5 separate regions of the Mus musculus genome follow, and all the other regions are linked to region 4. A link is a contact called in public Hi-C, HiCAR-type and HiChIP or PLAC-seq data. All regions are on one chromosome and are shown on one strand. The core of a region is the stretch at or near the end of the contact, and the rest is flanking DNA. Distances in the headings are between cores, read along the strand shown.

Region 1 (3,712 bases), core at 816-3,315, 1.2 Mb after region 4:
AAGTTCCAGGATAGCCAGAGCTACTTAAGGCAGGGCTACCCTGTGTTGGGGTTCAAGAATTGCCACATGAAACCCACATCAACCTCAGTTAAGAACTTATTGAACGCATACCCCAGACTCATCAATCAGGACCACCAAAAAGACCCAGAGCCTAAGTGTATCAGCCAGGCCTCAGGGCAGGCGTTTTATAGGAAAAGTCAGGAAGTGAAGAGGCATAACATTTTTGGCTAACCATACAGCTAACTTATTGGTCTTAGGTGAAGTAAGAGAGGATGGGGGGCGCAATACATTGAGATAATAGAGTAGAGGTGAACCCTAACTTTTTGGCTGAGTAGCAGTCTCCAGTGTCAGCTATGGATAATTTCTTCTGGGAAGTGGAGCCTGAGAACCTGAACTTAATTTTAACTTATGAACAAAATGGAGACTGGATACAAAATGGCTCCAGTTATGTTAAATAGAGAGCAGGCTCCACACTCTCCCTTAAAATACCACCAGCCGCCGGGCGTGGTGGCGCATGCCTTTAATCCCAGCACTCGGGAGGCAGAGGCAAGTGGATCTCTGAGTTCCAGGACAGCCTGGTCTACAAAGTGAGTTCTAGGACAGCCAGGGCTACACACAGAAACCCTGTCTCGGAAAAACAAACAAACAAACAAAATGCCACCAGCCATGGTGACCTCTGTCTCCACATGCACACATATGCACATGCATTTACACATACATGTGTACCCACACACACGTGAGCACACACAGAAATGCACATCCCCTTCGCTAAAAAAAAAAAAAGATCCCCAAACAAAAGGCTTTTATGAACATATATTAGATATAGGTTGAATTTTGTTCTTCAAAAGATATCCTGGAGTCCTAAGATCTCCGGAACCTGAGAGTAAATGAGACACTATTTGGAACAATGGTCCTGGTAAGTGAAGTCATGAGAATGCTTACAGGAAAGTCGAAATCCCACCTAAAGATGGAGGCAGTGAGCCAGGAAGTGGTGGCATGGCACATGCCTTTAATTCCAGCATTCAGGAGCAGAAGCAGTCTGTCTGGAGACAGAGATTAGAGTGATATATCCAAGCTAAGGAATGTCAAGGATGTTTGGCTGCAAGCTAATGTTGCAAGGGGCTCAAGAACATGGTCCTATCAACACTTAGAGCTTCTGGAACCATTATATTTCTGCTATATCACGAAATTAATTTTGGCTGCTTAGGAAGTGTGTGTGTGTGTGTGTGTGTGTCTGTGTGTGTTATTTATTTAAGATGGAATCTCTGTGTAGCCCTGACTGGCCTAGAACTCACAGAGATCTCTTTGCCTCTGCCTCCCAAGTGTTGGAATTAAAGGTGTACACCATAACGCCCAACTTCCTCCAATCTCTGATGAAGCAACACACCAAGTTCTTCAGGTTGACCTTGAACTCACTCTGGAGCCCAGATTAGCCCTGCCTTGGGTTTGCGATCATCCTGTCCCAGGCTCTTCCGATCACTCGCTTATATCACCAGGGCTGGGTCATTAGCCATTCATACCATCCTTGATAAAACGTCCAGACTTTGCCGGCAAAATTAATCACCTACCCCAAAAGCTTCTTGGGGCTATAATGCATATACCACACAAATTTACCCCCCCCCCCCACTTCTGCGGGGAATTCTGTTTGGTTTATTGAAATTGTTTGGGTTTGTTTGTTTGTTTGTTTGAGACAGGGTATGTAGCGCTGCCTGTGCTGGAACTCTGTGTAGACCCGACTGACCTTGAACTGTTTCTGCCTCCTAGTGCTCGGATTAAAAGACGTGGGCCGCCGCCTAGACCATCTAAGTATTTTAAAATATGCAATTCGTTGGCATCAACCACAATAATTCTTACGTCTGTTCTTCACATGGGGCTGCACAGGCCAGCAGAATCCATGCATCCCACACGGAAGCTAACTGAACTTTCCTCTCGCTTCCCAAAACACTGTTAGAAGGCAAGCGACCGGGCGGCGCATGCGCTCGGCTCCCGGGACCACAGAGAGCCACGGTCGCGCTTTCCTAGAGCGGCCCGGAAGTGTCTAAGTGGCACTTCCTGAGACTCGGCCAAGTTTCAGCTGCTGCCAGCCACAGCCAGCTCCTGCGGATAGCTTCCTCCAGGTGCAGAGGGCGTTCAAGGCTTAGTTTGTATTTGTAATGTGTGATTTAGGTCTTCCAGAGCTATGATGAGGATTCAGGGTTTGGGGGGGTCCTCGTTCCCTATTTATGTAGGATTTTGGTGCGCGCTTCAGTTTCTTGGTTCTTTTCCCTGCCAACTGTTAAATCTCCGGGACGCCTCCCTTCTGCTAGACTCAGGCGGGCTCCTTTGCCGCAAGGTCTCAGGGCCACCTCCAAAGCATGCATCCTATTTGCTATCTATCCTTGGTAGACAGGCGGGTGGGAGCCCCTCATCCACCCCCAGTTTTTAGTACATGAAGCTCCCGAGTAGGAAGTCACTTGTCTCTCCTTCACCTCTCCAGGCTACTGTGGTTAGTACCTTCTCTCCGGCCTGGTCAAGAAAGGGAAAGGAAGGATGTCTGCGTTGGGGGCTGCGGCTCCATACTTACACCATCCAACTGACAGTCACAGCGGCCGGGTCAGTTTCCTGGGTTCCCAGCCCTCTGCAGAAGTGACGGCAGTGGCCCAGCTCTTGAAGGACTTAGACAGGAGCACCTTCAGAAAGTTGTTGAAACTCGTAGTCGGGGCCCTCCATGGGAAAGACTGCAGAGAGGCCGTGCAGCACCTTGGTGCCAGCGCCAACCTGTCAGAGGAGCGTCTGGCCGTCCTGCTGGCGGGCACACACACCCTGCTCCAGCAGGCTCTCCGGCTGCCCCCTGCCAGTCTGAAACCAGATGCCTTCCAGGACGAACTCCAGGAACTTGGCATTCCCCAAGATATGATTGGAGATCTGGCCAGTTTGGCATTTGGGAGTCAACGCCCTCTTCTCGACTCTGTAGCCCAGCAGCAGGGATCCTCGCTGCCTCGTGTGTCGAATTTCCGGTGGCGGGTGGATGTGGCCATCTCAACCAGTGCTCAGTCCCGCTCCCTGCAACCGAGTGTTCTCATGCAGCTGAAGCTCACAGATGGATCGGCACACCGCTTCGAGGTGCCCATAGCCAAATTCCAGGAGCTGCGCTACAGCGTGGCGTTGGTCCTTAAGGAGATGGCAGAGCTGGAGAGAAAGTGTGAGCGCAAACTGCAGGACTGAACCCTGGTACTGTGGGGTGCTGAAGCTGGTACCAGAACCCAGCCGCACTGGTGATGAGGATGTAAGAACATATTTTAAGTGAAAAGACAGCTGGGACTTTTGGGTTTTGTTTTACAAGTAAACAGCTGGGCTGAGGCTGGAGAATGTGAAATGTAAGGCCGGCCTGGCTGGGTTTTACGTAGTGAGGCTCAGTTTCGAATTAAAGAGGTAAAGCAACTATTAAAAACATGTTATTCTATTAGGGAATTAAACCTACCTGTCCCTTCCCCAGCTGTGCTCCTGGATGAGACGATGTGCAGAGCTAAGTCCAGATGAAGATCTCTTACAACATACAACATGGTTGCTCAGCATGGCTGAACTCTGCCCATTTGCTTTCCTAAGTCCTGTGCTTTGCTGCGGACGTGTTTATTCTTTTGCCCTAAATTCCTGCTTTCCTGAAGCTGACATCCTAGTGGAAAGATCAGAGGGGGTGGGGGGAAGACATTACAAATACTAAATATGCATTAAA
Region 2 (3,825 bases), core at 170-2,669, 1.0 Mb before region 4:
CGGCTATGAGATAGACATGCATTATATACACGTGAACCTTCAGCGAGGTGTGCTCAGGTCCCTGGGAGAGGACTCTGGCAATGTGACACAGGCTGGGGTACAGGAGAGGAAAATGAGAGCAAAGTGGACAGTGTGTAGAAGTGACGAGAGCAGCCAACAGAAAGGCTGGGAATGAAGGATGGTGACAGGAACAGAGGGGAGCCTGGAGGTGGGTGCTCATTCACATTCTTTCCTGTTTCAAAGGCCTGGCTACCAGTGGGCAGATCTCTCCCCTGGAGGCAAGAGACAGGGTGGACAGTAGGTGACAGAAAACCCATTATCTGAGCAATGAACTTAGAGAGCCTTACTTAGTCTCTTCCTTCTGAGGATCTGTCCCTCCCCAAGCTAGAGTACAGACCAGGACAAAGTGGGTGTTGTAAGTGTAACCAGTATGCGGGGAAGGTTCTTCTTCCGGTCCTTTGAAGCTACCCTAATAGGCAGTGAATTCCTTGTCTCTCCAGAGACCCCAGGCACTCGCTTTGCCAAAGCTCCTAGCTTCAGAAGTAAAACTGAAAAAGACCTGTGCTCTGGTCAGTGACTACAGCGGACCCACCCAGCTCAGCATGGGACAGTGGAGTGATGCTGACCAGGGTATCTGGAAGGCCATCAGCCCATCCATCCCTGGGCTCCCTACCAGTCACTTGCATACAGGATTGTTACAGAGTCCTGGAGAGGAGAGACAGCCTGACCTTGGGACCTACCCCTATGCCAAAGAAAAGGGACTGACATTCCACAAACCACGGTCTGCACCTTTAGCCCGGTTGATAATGTCATTTACATTCATCACACCCCTCTCCATGCCCCACCTCTCCTCCATCTTGCATTAAAAGAGATAAAGGGTAGGAATTATTGGGGTGTACTTGGGATAATCAAGATTTTTGGCGGGCGGGGACAAGTAACGTGCATGCAGACTGAGACTGAAAGACACCCGGAAGACCATGAACGTCCCAGGGGCCGTGCAGAAATGGGATGTCTGGATAGGCTCTCAGCATCCTTGGAGATGCATTGTTTGTTTTCCTGGCAAAGTTCCCCAGCTGCTCCGCAGAAGTTCTGGAATTCTTTGGCTATGCTCATCTGAGCTACTGACTGGATCACTAGCGGGAGCAGGCTTCCTTGTCACTCTTGCACCTGCAGGGCCGAGCGCCGTAGCCAGGTGGCGCTGTACTGCTCGGAGCGTCCCGCCGTGACCCGCCCCGCCCCGAGAAAAGCGAAAGCCGCTAACGCAGAGGACCCAGACTAGGCCATCGAGGACGCGCGCAGGGGGGAACCAGTATCTGTGCGAGCTACTCCAGCTCACGGCGCCGCTGCCTCTGGAGTACTCCCCCTCGGACTGCTGGAAGAGTTGGTGCGCTCCAGTCCTCGGAGCTCCCAGGCTTCAGGGCCGGCCGGCAGCAGGCAACCTGCGCAGCGGGCTCCTGGACACCAGGTGCCCGCTGCCAAGATGCTGGAGCTGTTGGTGGCGTCGTTATCCCTGGCGCTCGCCTTCTTTGCGCTGCTGGACGGCTGGTACCTGGTGCGCGTGCCGTGTGCTGTTCTGCGCGCACGCTTGCTGCAGCCGCGGGTCCGCGACTTATTGGCGGAGCAGCGGTATGCCGGCCGGGTGCTGCCATCGGACCTGGACCTGCTGCTACACATGAACAACGCGCGCTACCTGCGCGAGGCGGATGTGGCGCGCGCTGCGCACCTGACCCGCTGCGGTGTGCTGGGGGCGCTGCGCGACCTGAACGCGCACACGGTGCTGGCCGCCTCGTGCGCGCGCTATCGCCGCTCGCTGCGCCTGTTTGAGCCGTTCGAGGTACACACGCGACTGCAAGGCTGGGACGACCGCGCCTTCTACCTGGAGGCGCGTTTTGTCAGCCTTCGCGATGGTTTCGTGTGCGCCTTGCTGCGTTTCCGACAGCACGTGCTGGGCACCTCGCCGGATCGAGTAGTACAGCACTTGTGCAAACGGAGGGTGAGCAGCCCCACCCCGATGCCCCGGCCCTGTTTGGCTCTCAGCCCTCTCCCGCGAGAAAAACCCCTTTGAAGTTCTGGGACTGTTCCAATGTCGGAACACTTTTGCACGTTTCCTCTGTGTCCAAGGAGTTGCCCTTCTTGGGGTCCCCATCATCTATGAACCAAGGCTTTTCCGTTCAGGCCTAGCCAGTTTTGAATTTACTCCCAAGCACAGAGTTTCTCCTCTCTCCCTCTCTTCTAGAACTGAGATGCTCAGAGTAGGTATCTCAGCTAGGAGTCTGAGTCCTAGTTCTGTGTGTTCTACAGTGCTGAGTCACCCTCTGTGGTCTTTGGTTTTGAGTATGGGATAAAAGGATGTCAGTTAGAAGCAGTTGCTGGGAATTCTAGTGGACTCGAGGCCCTCTTTGGCGCAGCTTGCAGCAGAGAGGACTGGGGGTTGGATTGACCCCAGGGGACCACAAGCCTTGAGTCTTTCCAAGGTTGGAAGGAGGAGAACCCTGTGCCTGCTGGGACACAAGGCCCCTCCCCAGGGTCCACTCCTCTAGCACGGTGGCAGAGCTAGCTACTGCAGTATAGCAACTGTGACCTTGGAGACAGCCAGAGTAGTGATGGTTGCCAAGGCAGGCTCCTGAAGAGTACCAGGGCATGCCCCACCCTATTGTTCCCGCCTGTCTTGGACAAGTGCCTCCTCTTAGAGTATAGGAATGACCTTACATCAGTGCTGAGGGGCTATATCTGAAGGGAAACACGGGCTCGAGAAGTCCTCCCAGCAATTGGTGGCAGAGAAGGCTCTCCCTCGCTTTCTCTCTTTATCTAGTCATGAGTTCCCATGGGCTGTTTGGTACTGGTTGATAAAGTGCCTGTAAGGGGTGAGGGGACTGGAGGTGCAGCCCCAGCTAGCAGTAACAGCTTGGAGGAGGCGAACTGAAGCACCCTGGCAACTCAGCTCAGCTGGAGGCCAGGGGGGTTGGCTGGGAGTTTCCATGGTTACTTGGGTCCCAGGCAGAGGCAGATATGGTACAAGACAGGCCAAGTCTGGGGTAGGGTTCTGTAAGCTGAGGAACTGTTCTGAGGCCAGGTGCCAGGATGGGGTGTCTCTGACAGTAAAGTGTGCCCAGATAGAGCCTAGACTATAGGTCAGTCATTCCTGGCTGCCGTGTAGCACTTGCTGTGAGAAGAGAGCACCTTATCGAGCCTCTTCCCTCACCCTCAGTCCTCAGAACCTATCTGCAAGGACTCCGGGGCAGCAGCTTTGTCAGGTAGTCTCCTGCAGGAGCACCTCCCCACATCCTGCTCTTCTCTAGGCAGCTGGTGGTGGTCAGTCACCCAGCCAACCTCATAGGCTTTTGCCTGATTCTGGGGACAGACACTTGAAGCGTGGTCCCGCTGGTGAGGGCCTGGCAGAAGTAGATGGGCTAGAAAGAGCTAGGAAGGAGAAAATAGGTTAGAAGGGCTTGGGAGAGCACTGGGTCAGATGTCATTAATTTGGGTGTGGTTCCTGCAAGGTCACAGAGTAGGGGATGCGATAAAGCAGGAGGTCCAGAGGCAGAAGGGCAGCAGCCTGGCTGCTTGCCCCTTTTCTGTGCCTTCTGCTTAGCGCTCACAGTGGCACCGGGCTCTCTGAAACCTCAACTTCCTGTCTCCCTGCAGGTGGAGCCCCCTGAGCTGCCAGAAGACTTGAAACATTGGATCTCCTACAATGAGACCAGCAGCCAGCTGCTCCGTGCTGAGAGCGGCCTCAGTGACAGAAAGGACCAGTGACTGCCACATCTGCATCCTCCCTGCCCCGCCTGTCAGCCAGTCCGTTCCATGGGAATGGGCTGCCTGGGG
Region 3 (3,638 bases), core at 291-2,790, 1.6 Mb after region 4:
TTAGAAAGCATCCCGTTGCTGCTGTGAGCCTCTCCATTTCGTAGCCAATATTTTCTAAACAGAGAGCAAATCCTAAAGCCCTTAAGGATGCATTACCTTCTTCAAACTAAGTACTAACCGCCTGTATCAATATCTTTGTCATTTCCCACCCTCAACAATCAAGCTAACACTGGAGGCCACAACTCAGAAACCAGTCTCCTAACAGCCCTATAAATTTTCTTTTCTACCTCAGGATACTAAGGAGTTTACTCCGCATCCTACGAACGTAGGATGCAATGGGTAAAGCACAGGCGGGATCTGCCTGGTGTCTCTCTCCAGACTTAATAACATGCTGCACAAAACTGAGACAGAGCATCACACTACCAAACTCCGCGGACTTCTCAAGACTGCTCGAGTAACTGATTGAACCCACAAGCTAAGCCACATCCCCTTTCGGGCTCGCTCTCTCTCCAGGAGTTGGCTGGCTTTTCAGTCTGTTCTCCACATGCCGTTCCCCCTTTCCTCATCCCAGTGTAAACCAAAAGGCGCCCTTCTTCTCCGGAGCTTTCCCACCACCAGCTTCCCTCGCTCTCAGCTCGGCCCAACAGCTCTCCTCTGGACAAATCGACCCAAGAACCCTCAACTTCTCAACAAACTGAGCACAGGCTTAAGAAATGGACTGCATCCCGATCCTGTTCAATCCCAACTCCAAAAGGAAAAAAAAAAAAATCCCACTCCCTCGCGCTGCCTCCGGGGCCCCTCCAGCCCCTGCACCCGGCCCCAAGCCCACTCTCCAGCCAGGCCCACCCGGCGCCCGGAGGCCCGAGCCCGCCGCGGCCCTCCGTAACCGGGCGCCCGTCCCGCGCGGTCACCTGCATCCCGCCGTCGGCCGCCTCCTCTGTGCGTGGCCGCTTGCTCAGGCCGGGCTCGGGTCCGTCTGCCCCCGCTCCGGGCACCGGCAACTCCACCTCCGACTCCCGCTTCATGCCCCGGGCGGCAGCGCCGGGCCCGAGCTGAGGCGGCTGCTGCTGCGCCTGGCCGCCTTCCGCCATCCGCCCGCGCCCCCTTCGCCACCGGGAGCCGGGCGACCCGCGACAGGCCACCTCCCCCTGGGCCTCGGTGCCGACAGTCGCGACAGGCGGGCGCGCGCCGGCCCCGCCCCCCGCGTGCGTGTGTGCGTGCGCGTCGGTCCGGAGCCCGGCTTCGGCTTCGGCTTCACTACCGCTCCGACTCAGGTTATGGCTCCGGCTTCGGCTTCGGCCCCGGCTCCGGCTTCTGCTCCGGCTTCGCGCCGGCCGCTCGCTCGCTCTCTCACTCGCACGCGCGTGCGCCGATCCCTCGGTCCCTTGGTCCTTCAGTCCCGCGCTCCCTCACCACTCGCCAGCCGTGCGGGGAAGGGGACGGCCTGGGCTCCCAGCTTGGGGAGGGCTGTTTATTTGGGAGGAGGAGGAGCGCGAGGCCGCAGCGAGCTGACTGGTCGGGATCCTCCGTCCCGCCACTGTGGCAGCGCCGGGAAGGCGGGGAGAGAGAAAGGAGAGAAGGAGGGAGGAACCTGGATGTGTGGGACTCGGGCCGCCCGCGCGAGAGGAGGCTGTAGTGAGGGGGCGTGGCTACGCCCCTCGGCAATCTCCGTCGCCTCCGCGCGGGCCGCCCGCGGGAGGCCGGGAAGGACTCGGAAAAGCTCGGGAAGCTCGGGGATGCTCTGGGAAGCATGGAGAGAGAAGGGGCCGCCTCTTTTAAGGCGGTGGCCGGGGGGCGGAGCTTGAAGGGCAGGAGTTCGGGGGAGCAACTTGGACTAGTTGCACTAGTGAGAAGTGATGACCTGATCTCTCTCATCTGGCTTCCTGGGATTTAGGGAAGCAGAGGGGCGCTCTGCGAGAGGAAGGTCCCTTTGCCTCCTTCCTCTCCAGCCCAAGACCTGGGAAGTCCAGGAGTGATGGCTCCCATATAAACTTTTCTGAGAAATGGTGCTATGAAGCGAATAATTGCATCTCTAATGATGTCAATATTTCTGATGTTGCCAGGCATGGCGGTGGTGCACACCTTTAGTCCTAGGAAGTAGGAAGCAAAGACAGGAGTATCTCTGAGTTCGAAGCCAACCTGGTCTATCTGCATAGTGAGTTCCAGGATAGCCCTACACAGAAAAACTGTCTCTAATAATAGTAATAAATAACGCCTGGTGTTTTTTTAAGAGCTTTACGTTTACATAGGGCATTTACGGAACCATTTTGAGCCTGACAGTAGAAAACATGGTTTTAATCCAATGGATGGACCTGAATTTGTTCAAGTCCTGAAGCAGAAATATGTGGCCAGTCAAGATGGCAATCTCTTGGTTTTACTCCTTGCTGCCTGAATAGCCCTTCCTAGCTTATCAGCTTTGTGCAGTTAGGTCTGTCCGGTAGGTTTTCTCCACCTGATTGTAAATAGAAACTGCTTCTGCCTCTCAGGGTTCCATACTGTGACATGGAAAGGGATATTGTGCAATAACCTAGCTTCTAGCCTTACCCTTGCTTGCTACTTTAAACAAGTGAGTTTTTCTCTTTGGATCCCAACTGCAGTATCTGAAATAATCCTTTGGATCAGTGGTTCCCAGCCAAGAAAAAGTTTCAGACCCTTTCAGCATCTCCCACTTCCGTATTTGTCATATGGTAAATTTTGTTCTTCACAAATGGAGACTATACTGGCATTTACTGAATAGAAGCTTTGAATGTTATTCAGAACTCTACAGTGCAGAGAACAATCCCTGCAAGAGAGACTTGTCCAAACCAGAATGCCAATAGTTCAGAGATTGAGAAACCCCAGGTCAGGTGATGTCTAAGGTTACTTGCAACCAGTCTGTGACTTGACCTTTGAACTTGAGTTAAGCACCTAAAAATGGACAGAGGGATGAAGATCTCTGCTTCAGAGCCAGACGAGTCCCAGGGAGGCTTGACCACTCCTGCCCATGTAATGCCGGACCACTGGTGGTTAAGAGAGGGAATAGAAGGGCTTGCAGGCTAGTTGGAAAAGACTGCACAACTTGCCTTGGAGCTGGGTTTTCCTACTGAGTATTTGTATGTTTGTAGGTTGCAATAGCTTAGCCATTTACAAGCCTTGACACCTTATGGGAGGGAGTTAATTAACGGCTCTTGTCCCTCAGCTTAGCTCTGACACCTAAAATTAGCATAATAATACTATTTTTAAAATAATTATTATGAAGATCAAGTGAGTTATCAACATTAAGAACTTTGATCATGTTATGACTTGAATCGAAAAAGTCCCCCAGAGGCTCATACGGTAACAGCTGACAGACTTAGGGCAAGTGTTTGGATCCTGAGAACTTAATTGCTGAGCCCAGTCACATTAGTGCACTGACTGATTCATGATTGGAGGATGGTAAAAAAAAAAAAAAAAAAAAAAAAAACCTGGAAGGTGAGGACAGATGGGAGGAAGCGGGCTGCTAGGGGCTTGGTCTGAAAGTGTCTCTCTAGTCCCCAGCCTCTTCCTCCATCTGCCACTTCCAGTCTACCTGGAGGTGAGTTTGCCCCACCACATAATCCTTGCTGTGGTGGTGTTCATGCCTAGCCTCCTCACTCAGACTCTGGAGCCACGGAGTGACTTTGACTTGAAATCACAAACCCTTCCTCTCTTACATCGATTCCTGAGGTGCTTTGTCCTAG
Region 4 (3,915 bases), core at 1,172-3,671:
CCAGGAGGTTCAGGCCTAAGCCTCCTCTTTAAAAATTTTTTCTTCTAGAACTGTGCATTACTTTTTAAATTCTTTCGCTTCTCTGGAAGGTTAAAATAAGATATATTTCCCCAAGAGTCATAAATACGATCTGGTGCATAGAGAAATAGCAGCGCGGGAGTCCGGGCCAGCCCCAACCCGGCTGAGCACGGCCACCCCCCACCCCCCTCCCCCAGTCGAGTATAGCAGGACAGTGGGACCAACACGCAGGTAAGTTCCTCGGCTTCCTCTACAGGGAGCAGCGAACAGGGTGGGGACAAGCGGGCTGGAAGGCAGGCAGGGCCGGACCCCTCAGAGCGAATGAGCGAGGAGGGCACATGCGGGCACTCGCCGACCTCCGAGGGCGCACGGGGACCAGGGGGTTCCTCCGGGTTTTCTAATTACCAAGCAAAATAAATATTAATGTTGCGAAAATATGACTGCTTTAAAAAGGAGGAGGAGGAGTAAAAACAGAGCAAGTAAACGGAGGCAGAAAGAAAGACGACAGAGGAGCGCGGGGCCGGCGGAGGCTACCGGGAGCTGGTGGCGGCGCGGCCCCGCTGCGGCTGGGCGGAGGTTGGGACGCAGAACTGCGCTCCACGTCTGTACAAGTGGACGCTGCCGAGGAAGTCAGACCTGGCTCGGACTTCCCTAAGCAATCACCGTTCCCGGGGCGCCGAGGGACCCCGGCAAAGTCTAGCCGGCGACCCCGAAGACGCTCGGACCGGGGCCCGGCGGGAGAGGCGCACCGCGGTAGGTACCTGGAGCTGGGGCTTGGCGGCGGGGTGCGCAGGGCGGACAGGAGGACCCCGGCAGCTGCGGCTGCACCGCCGGAGCGCGCGTCCCGGGCCTCAGAGTCTGAACCGAGACCGGGGCGGCCTGCGCAAACTTGTCCCCGGCCGTGGCGAGGCCCAGGGTCCGGCACTCACAGAAAGAAGTCGGGTGCGCCTTTGGCCGCCCCGGGGCCAGCCTGCGCTGGCGAGGGCTCCCGAGGGAAGCCGGCCCCGCCCGCGCCCCCGGGGCCGCCCCGGCCCGCCAACTTCTCGTATTTCTCCTTGTACAGGTCCCGCTCCTTGGCCAGACGCCCCACCTCCAGCTTCAGCTGCTCCACCTGGCTCTGGAGCTGGCACTTCTCGCTCTCCAGAATGTGCCGCTGCTGCACCCGCTTGAAGCGGCACGACTGCGCGTAGCCGCGGTTCTTGAGCGTGCGCCGCTTCTGTTTCAGTCGGATGACCTCCTCCTTGCTGAAGCCGCGGAGCTGCCGGTTCAGCTCCCGCACGGACATGGATACCAGCTGGTCGTCGGAGAAGCGCTCCTCCAAGCGCACGTGGTGGCCTGCGCCGCCTCCGCCGTGACCCGCGCCTCCGCCGTGGTGGCCAGAGCCTCCGTGGTGGTGATGGTGGTGATGGTGATGGTGGGCAGAGTGATGATGGTGGGCAGTGTGGTGTGCGCCGTGGTGGTGGCCGGCACCCATGTCGTCCGCGCCGCCGCCGCCCGCGAAGCTCTGACCCCGGAAGGCCTCATAGGCCGCAGCAGCCGCCGGGTGATGCGCGCCGTGGTGCGCGCCGTGGTGGCCGCTGCCGATGAGCGCCTCCACCGCGTCCTCCGGCGTCAGGTTGAGCGCCTCGGGGTTCAGGTGGTGCTGGTACCCGCTCATCCAGTACAGATCCTCCAGCACCGCTTTTCCTGAGGCGCCCCCGACAGTGCCGGGGCCTCCACTCGGCGGCCCCGGGGCGCCCCCGGCCTGAGCCGCGCTGCCCCCGCCGCCCGCGCCGCCGCCTGTGCCCGGGCTGGGTGCGCAGAAGCTGGGCGAAGAGGGCACCGAGGAGCAGGGCGTGCTGAGGGGCGTCGAGGACAGCGAGCCGGGCGGCAGGCGGTGGCAGAAGCGCTCGGCCTCGGGCGGCTCCTTCTTCACCTCGAACTTCATCAGGTCGAAGTCGTTGACGTACTCGATGGCCAGTGGGCTGCTGGGCAGCTCTGCGCCCATCGCCAGCTCCGCGGCCATCGCCCGGGGCCCCAGCCCCGCCGCCGCGCCCGGCCGCGCCCCGACGGGCGGCGGGGGAGCGTGGGGGGAGCCGCGGGCCTCTCTCCCCCTAGCTCCCCCCCGGGCCGCGGTGGGCTCAGGCTCTGGTCGCGCCGCCGAAGGGCGCAGCAGCAAAAGTTTCCTGCTGTCAACTCTGGGCTGTGCTCAGGGGACGCCGCCGGCCAGGCCTCTCGGGTGGCCCCCCGGCCCGCTACGAGCGGGCGCAGGGCCCCCAATCCTGCCCTCCTCCTCCTTCTGTTCCTCCGCGGTCCTGGCCTGGAGGGTGCAGAGGCCGCGCCCCGGGCTCAGCCGCGCTCCGGGCTCTCCCGCCCGGCCCCGCCCCGCGCCCCACCCGCGCTGCCGGCCGGCCCCGCCTCCCTCGGCCCGGCGCAGAGCCGCACAAGCCTTTATAGAGACGCGCTTCTGGGCCCGCCTCCCCAGGTGGGGGCCGACGCCCCCGGGCCAATCGGAGCCCCAGACCTGCCGCCCTCATTTGCCTATCCCCATGGCAACCCGGAGCCCAGCTGTCAATCTCCTGCGGGAAACAGCTGTGGGAAGGGGTGGGGAAGGGCCGTCGGCAAGAGGAGTGGGCAGGGCCCCCTGGTGGCCGCCGCATGGGACTGCACAGCAGAGGGCGCGAGACCAAGTGGCAGATTCTGAGGTTCCAGGATCGTAAAGCCAGAGAGTGCAGGGAAGCTGAGGAGGCCCTCGTCCAGGGTACTCCTTCGGTGTCTCAGATCCATTAGGTGGTCTAGCTGGCTGTGTCCCGCACCAGGCCCAAGTGGCCTGGAGTCTCCAGAATGGGGACCTCTAACTATCCTGACACCGGTGACTCCCGAGCTGCCCGGGAGCGCCAGCTATTTTTATCCTGTGGTTGGGATGGGTTCAGGAATTCAGTCAACAAAGTTGCTGGCACCTCGGGCGGCGGGATGCACGGTGGAACCGCAGGCCTCTGAGCGTTGTGGTAGGTGGAGTGGGACAGACGCCTGTGGCCACCACGGGGCTAGAGGAGCAGGTCTCGGGTACTCCCTGCGTAGAGAACCCATTTCTCTGAATTGAATTCATGGGGCTGATGGGTCTGGACGCCTGCAGAAATGCCCACAAGGAATCTCAGACCCAGCTGCCCACCAGGGCGGTTTGGAGGAGCCTTGCTGGGTGGGGGCAAGTTGGAGTGACAAGTGGCAAGCAGATTGCCACCGTCACACTTGCTGAATGTCTCTACACACCTAGTAGGAGGCCGCTTCCGAGCAAAAGAAAGCCACAAGGACAACAGGGAGGGTGGGTGACAAGATGTGAGTTCTGTGACACCCTCCCCTCCCCTCCCTCCTCCAGAATTCCAGATCCCAACCGAAGATAGAAAGGGCGTGCATTCACGAACAACAGCTGGATGTGACCCAGAGTGCGGTTTTCTCCTCTCTGTTATCTATAATCTTATATGCCGTTGACTATTAAAAATAATAGACGGGCAATGGTGGTGCAGGCCTTTAGCCCCAGCTCTCCCAAGACAGGAAGATTTCTGGGAGTTCAAGGCCAGCCTGGTCTACAGAGCAAGTCCCAGGACAGCCAAGTCTGCACAGAGAAATCTTGCCTCGAAAAACTAAAAATCAATCAATCAGTCAATCAATCAATCAATCAATCAATCGATTCTTAAATATAAACCATTTGTGCACAAGGTGGAAAAAGTTTGAAAGGGTATTCACAGGATACCTATCCAGGATGTCATGGTGCCAAGGGCTTTGCCTACTCCCTCTACAGGTGCCTGCTATTTCACAGGGGATGCCTGGCAGCTAGGAGCAAATAGCTCCCAGCTCCTTCCCTCAGTGTCCAGACACTCCTCACCTTCATATTCATCTGTGCAGGCTTGGTCTTCAGAA
Region 5 (3,494 bases), core at 843-3,342, 1.1 Mb before region 4:
TAGGGAAGCCTTGAAGGGCTCCTGGAAAGTGGACTTGGTTCTGCACGCCCCCCCCCCCCACTCTAAGATACACGGTGCAGGGCTCACCTGGGGGCCAGGAGGTGCCAGGATGTCAGGTCTGCTGCTTCAGCTGCATTTGTGGCTTCAGCTCACCCCTGGGAGGGGAGCTATGCTGCCCAAGACTGGCCGGTTGCCCTGGGCGGCAGCTAGGGTACCAGCTGGATCTGCTGTGTCTGCAGGAGTGGGCTGCATCCCCGGAAGTTGAGGTTCCCTCAGCATCTCTGCTTTAGCATCTGCCCTAGGATGTCCCCTGGGTTTTGGTGCCTACTTTTTGTTGCCTTTCAGACACTTGGTTTCTTGATTACCCAAAGAGCCCTGGACACTGGAGCAGAATGAGGAAGCCAGATCGTGTTCTGTGATGGTCTGAGAGTGTAGAGGGTGAGGCCAATGGGGCTGGGGGCCAGGACCAGGGCAGACAGATGAGGGGTAGGCGGCAGGTGGGAGCCCTATGGGAAAGGGGCTTCTTGATGTTCAGTCCATGTAGCATGGTTGTGTGGCAGTTGTGAGTCAGGCCAGGTCAGTGGGTGAGTAGATGTCTGGCTGGACAGGGCATCCCTTTGGGAGTCAGCCCCAGCTCAAGTCCTAGTTGGCAAAAGCCACAGGCTGGGTGTGGCAGGCGGGCTGGGGACCCTGGGCTGGCCCCTCTATTCAGGCTGGGTCCTGTCACTGGCTACTGACTCGCTGGTAAGAGCAGGTGTGAGTGCCTCCGTCTCATCCTCTGTGGGCAGTGGGGTGCCAGAAGGCTCAGCTGCCTGCTCCAGGCCGTCCTGCACTTCCATACCCCTCTGGATAAGCTGCTCCAGGGTCTTGGGGAGTGGGTGGCGCAGAAAGCGCTTGAGTTTGGGCTGCAGGGTGCCCACCACATACTGAATGATCTCCTCCTCCTCAGCGTCCACATACAGTGTCTGGTACAGGTCCCGCTTGCGCCAGAGGAACTGGTCGAGTGGTTCACCCTGCTTCTGCGGCAGCTCCAGCTCCCGCTGAATGGCTTCACGGGAGAGTGTACCCTCACTGTATTGCAGAAACTCCTTCTTGAACTCCACCCAGTTCTTCACCGAGCCCTGCTTGAACTCCCACCACTTCTTGGCTGGCCCATTCATGTGGTTCTGGATCTGGGACAGCCAATATTCTTCAGAGCCACCCACCTGCCGCAGGTACTCTTCCAGGTGGCTCAGGAACTCCCGTGGGTCCTCGAAGATCTGTGTATCCACACCAGGGCTCGGTTGCCCATCCTCACCTGGCCCCCAAGACTGATATTGCTGAGCCTCAACTGACTCCTGTTCAGGCAGTTCTCCTGCGGCAGGTGGCGGGGTGATGGCATAGGGGCTAACGGTATAGTCATAGCCATCAGCTTCCTGGCAGTAGGGCTCTGGACCCCCCACACCTACAGAGACAGTGTGGCGGGCCGGCTCGCTGCCCACTGGGTATTTGCCGCCCATGGACTCCAGGCGGTCAGCCCACCTCTCCAGACGGTAGAAGACCTCCCTCCACACGTGCATCTCACGCTTGACCCAGCGCTCCAGGTTGGCGATGGTCTCCTGGCAGCGGCAAAGACAGGCCTTGATGGACTTCTTCCAGCGCTGTGAGTCGCCGGTGGGCACGTAGCCGTCCAAGTTGTTCTCCAGCTTGCCCACCGACCTGTGCAACCCTTTCAGCTCTCGCTCCACCTGCTTGGACACTTCGGTCAACAGATGCCGGTGGGTCCTCCGTACGTGTTCCAGCATCTCAGCTCGGCACTTACCAATCTGCAGGATCACATTGGGTTTGGCGGCCGGCCCACCCCGCGGGGCAGGGTAGGCGTGGAGGCCGCCGGTGGTCATATGGTCCAGCTCCATCTGGTCGTCGGTGCTGCGGCTCCGAACAGGCTAAGAACTCCTCTGAGGCAGAAGCCGGAAGGGAGCAGAGCCGGCGGCTGCAGCGGCAGTGGCAGGTGTGCGGTGCCGGAGGAGCTTAGCGAGTGTGGCAGGCTCGTCGCCGCTGAAGCTAGAGAGGCCCAGAGACTGCGGCTGCGGGAGAACTCGCTTGAGCTCTGCACCGAAACCGCCACCAGCGGCTATTTATGCTGCGCGGGGCCCGTGGGCGGCAGCTCGTGGAGCCCTGGCTCCCATTGGCGGCGCCCAGGCTCCGCGCCAGAGCCCGCCCGCGCCCTCTCCTGCCGCAGGCCCCGCCTTCCGCGCCTACTCGCTCCCCTCCCGTGGGTGCCCTCAAGGACCCGCCCCTTCACAGCCCCGAGTGACTAATGTGCTCTGCTGCGCGCCTCCCACCGGGAGGGATTTTGGGGACCGGAGACACTCTCCTCTACCTAGTCCTGGGCAGCGAGGATGAGGCTAAGGCAGGTTATTACCTACTGTTTGCCCTGGGGCCTCATGATCTCTTTTCTTAGGGAGCAGCTGGACGTTACCCCTCTGAATCTTTGATGCGCCCATCCTGACTCTTGCCCATCCTGACCACACAGTATGCAACTTCAGAAGTGCCTGGTAGGAATCTCTCACTCCAAACCCTTCTATCCTCAGCTGCCTTTGGTTAGCGGGACACACACACACACACACACACACACACACACACACACACACACCTACTTCCTGCCCAACCTTGCCCCAAGAGTCATAAGTCCAAATCCTAGCCTGGTCCAATATTGTTCGGGAACTCCACTCAGGCAAGGCTTTTTCTGGACCCCTTCATAGGTTTGTGGACACTGAGTGGCCCTGTCTGTGTGTCAGTGGCTGAACAGGGCCGCAGTGCCCTGAAACAGATGTATCACTTGAACCTGTACAGACACTGGGGTAGGGCATAGGGATATCAAGATGTGTAGGCAACATTGCTGAACCCTGAAGTCCCTAGGACCCAGCCACAACTGGACCAGAAGCTTCTCAAGCCTTCCAAGAGGTTAGTCCGGAGGAAGGAGGGAGGGAGAAGGAGGAAGGAGGGGAAGGAGCCTGCAGAGGAAAGCAAGATGCCATATAAGGAATGGGGCTCCGGAAGCTGAGATTCCCTCTAGAGGGAGGCCCCTTCCGATTCCCTGGCAACAGCCAACAGCGCTGTGGTGCAGTGGGGGAGGGCATCCTTCTTGACTTACACCAAGCCAGAAACACAGGTCTAGGTCTCCCATTTCCTGATGTTACTTGGGGACATATCACTGCCCACAGCAGAAGCCTACAGGGGCCCACAGACACATGGTGCCTGCAAGAACCCCCTTTCCTCTCTGCCAGCTCCCCCTCTCTCACACTCATACATACACACTGAACACTCATACCAACCAGCACTTAGCCCACTCACACCCTTCCATGTAGACTCATGCCCCCCACTCACGGCCCTCTCTGTGGACTCATGCCCCCCACTCATGGCCTTCCACACACACACCAGTGGCCCCCACTTGTAATCCACGTGTACTCACATCTCAGCTTCTCCCACCCCACTTTTGCTCACACACCTAC

Evidence for each region. A called contact is a pair of places that touch in the nucleus more often than the background predicts. HiCAR-type assays count read pairs that join an accessible place to other places. HiChIP or PLAC-seq counts read pairs in DNA pulled down with a chosen protein or histone mark.
Region 1: a contact with region 4 is called in a Hi-C map of B cells, with 6 read pairs. The contact joins the promoter of Commd5 here to the promoter of Mafa in region 4. A contact is called at or near these places in 1 of 484 Hi-C or Micro-C datasets (B cells) and 1 of 115 datasets of contacts at active chromatin or transcription factors (pancreatic cancer cells).
Region 2: a contact with region 4 is called in a HiCAR-type map of astrocytes, with 4 times the contacts expected there. The contact joins the promoter of Them6 here to the promoter of Mafa in region 4. A contact is called at or near these places in 2 of 39 promoter capture datasets (hippocampal neurons and pre-B cells), 1 of 484 Hi-C or Micro-C datasets (embryonic stem cells) and 4 of 115 datasets of contacts at active chromatin or transcription factors (astrocytes, embryonic stem cells and pancreatic cancer cells).
Region 3: an HNF4G HiChIP or PLAC-seq map of pancreatic cancer cells shows a contact between it and region 4. The contact joins the promoter of Rbfox2 here to the promoter of Mafa in region 4.
Region 5: an HNF4G HiChIP or PLAC-seq map of pancreatic cancer cells shows a contact between it and region 4. The contact joins the promoter of Arc here to the promoter of Mafa in region 4. A contact is called at or near these places in 1 of 39 promoter capture datasets (pre-B cells) and 2 of 115 datasets of contacts at active chromatin or transcription factors (embryonic stem cells and pancreatic cancer cells).

What each region holds. Positions count from the first base shown.
Region 1 is chr15:76,897,876-76,901,587 of GRCm38.p6, forward strand. It overlaps Commd5 (COMM domain containing 5), which reads left to right and starts at 2,066. Exons shown (of 2, transcript NM_025536.2): 1 at 2,066-2,117; 2 at 2,477-3,422. The coding sequence starts at 2,530. The coding sequence ends at 3,204.
Region 2 is chr15:74,719,815-74,723,639 of GRCm38.p6, forward strand. Them6 (thioesterase superfamily member 6) reads left to right here and starts at 1,420. Exons shown (of 2, transcript NM_198607.1): 1 at 1,420-1,993; 2 at 3,646-3,825. The coding sequence starts at 1,481. The coding sequence ends at 3,756.
Region 3 is chr15:77,305,513-77,309,150 of GRCm38.p6, forward strand. Rbfox2 (RNA binding protein, fox-1 homolog (C. elegans) 2) reads right to left here and starts at 1,541. Exons shown (of 14, transcript NM_053104.6): 1 at 852-1,541. The coding sequence starts at 1,031.
Region 4 is chr15:75,745,900-75,749,814 of GRCm38.p6, forward strand. Mafa (v-maf musculoaponeurotic fibrosarcoma oncogene family, protein A (avian)) reads right to left here and starts at 2,422. Exons shown (of 1, transcript NM_194350.2): 1 at 1-2,422. The coding sequence starts at 2,023. The coding sequence ends at 944.
Region 5 is chr15:74,670,478-74,673,971 of GRCm38.p6, forward strand. Arc (activity regulated cytoskeletal-associated protein) reads right to left here and starts at 2,093. Exons shown (of 3, transcript NM_018790.3): 1 at 88-2,093. The coding sequence starts at 1,895. The coding sequence ends at 705. Gm32994 (a long non-coding RNA gene) reads left to right here and starts at 2,536. Exons shown (of 5, transcript XR_003951652.1): 1 at 2,536-2,946.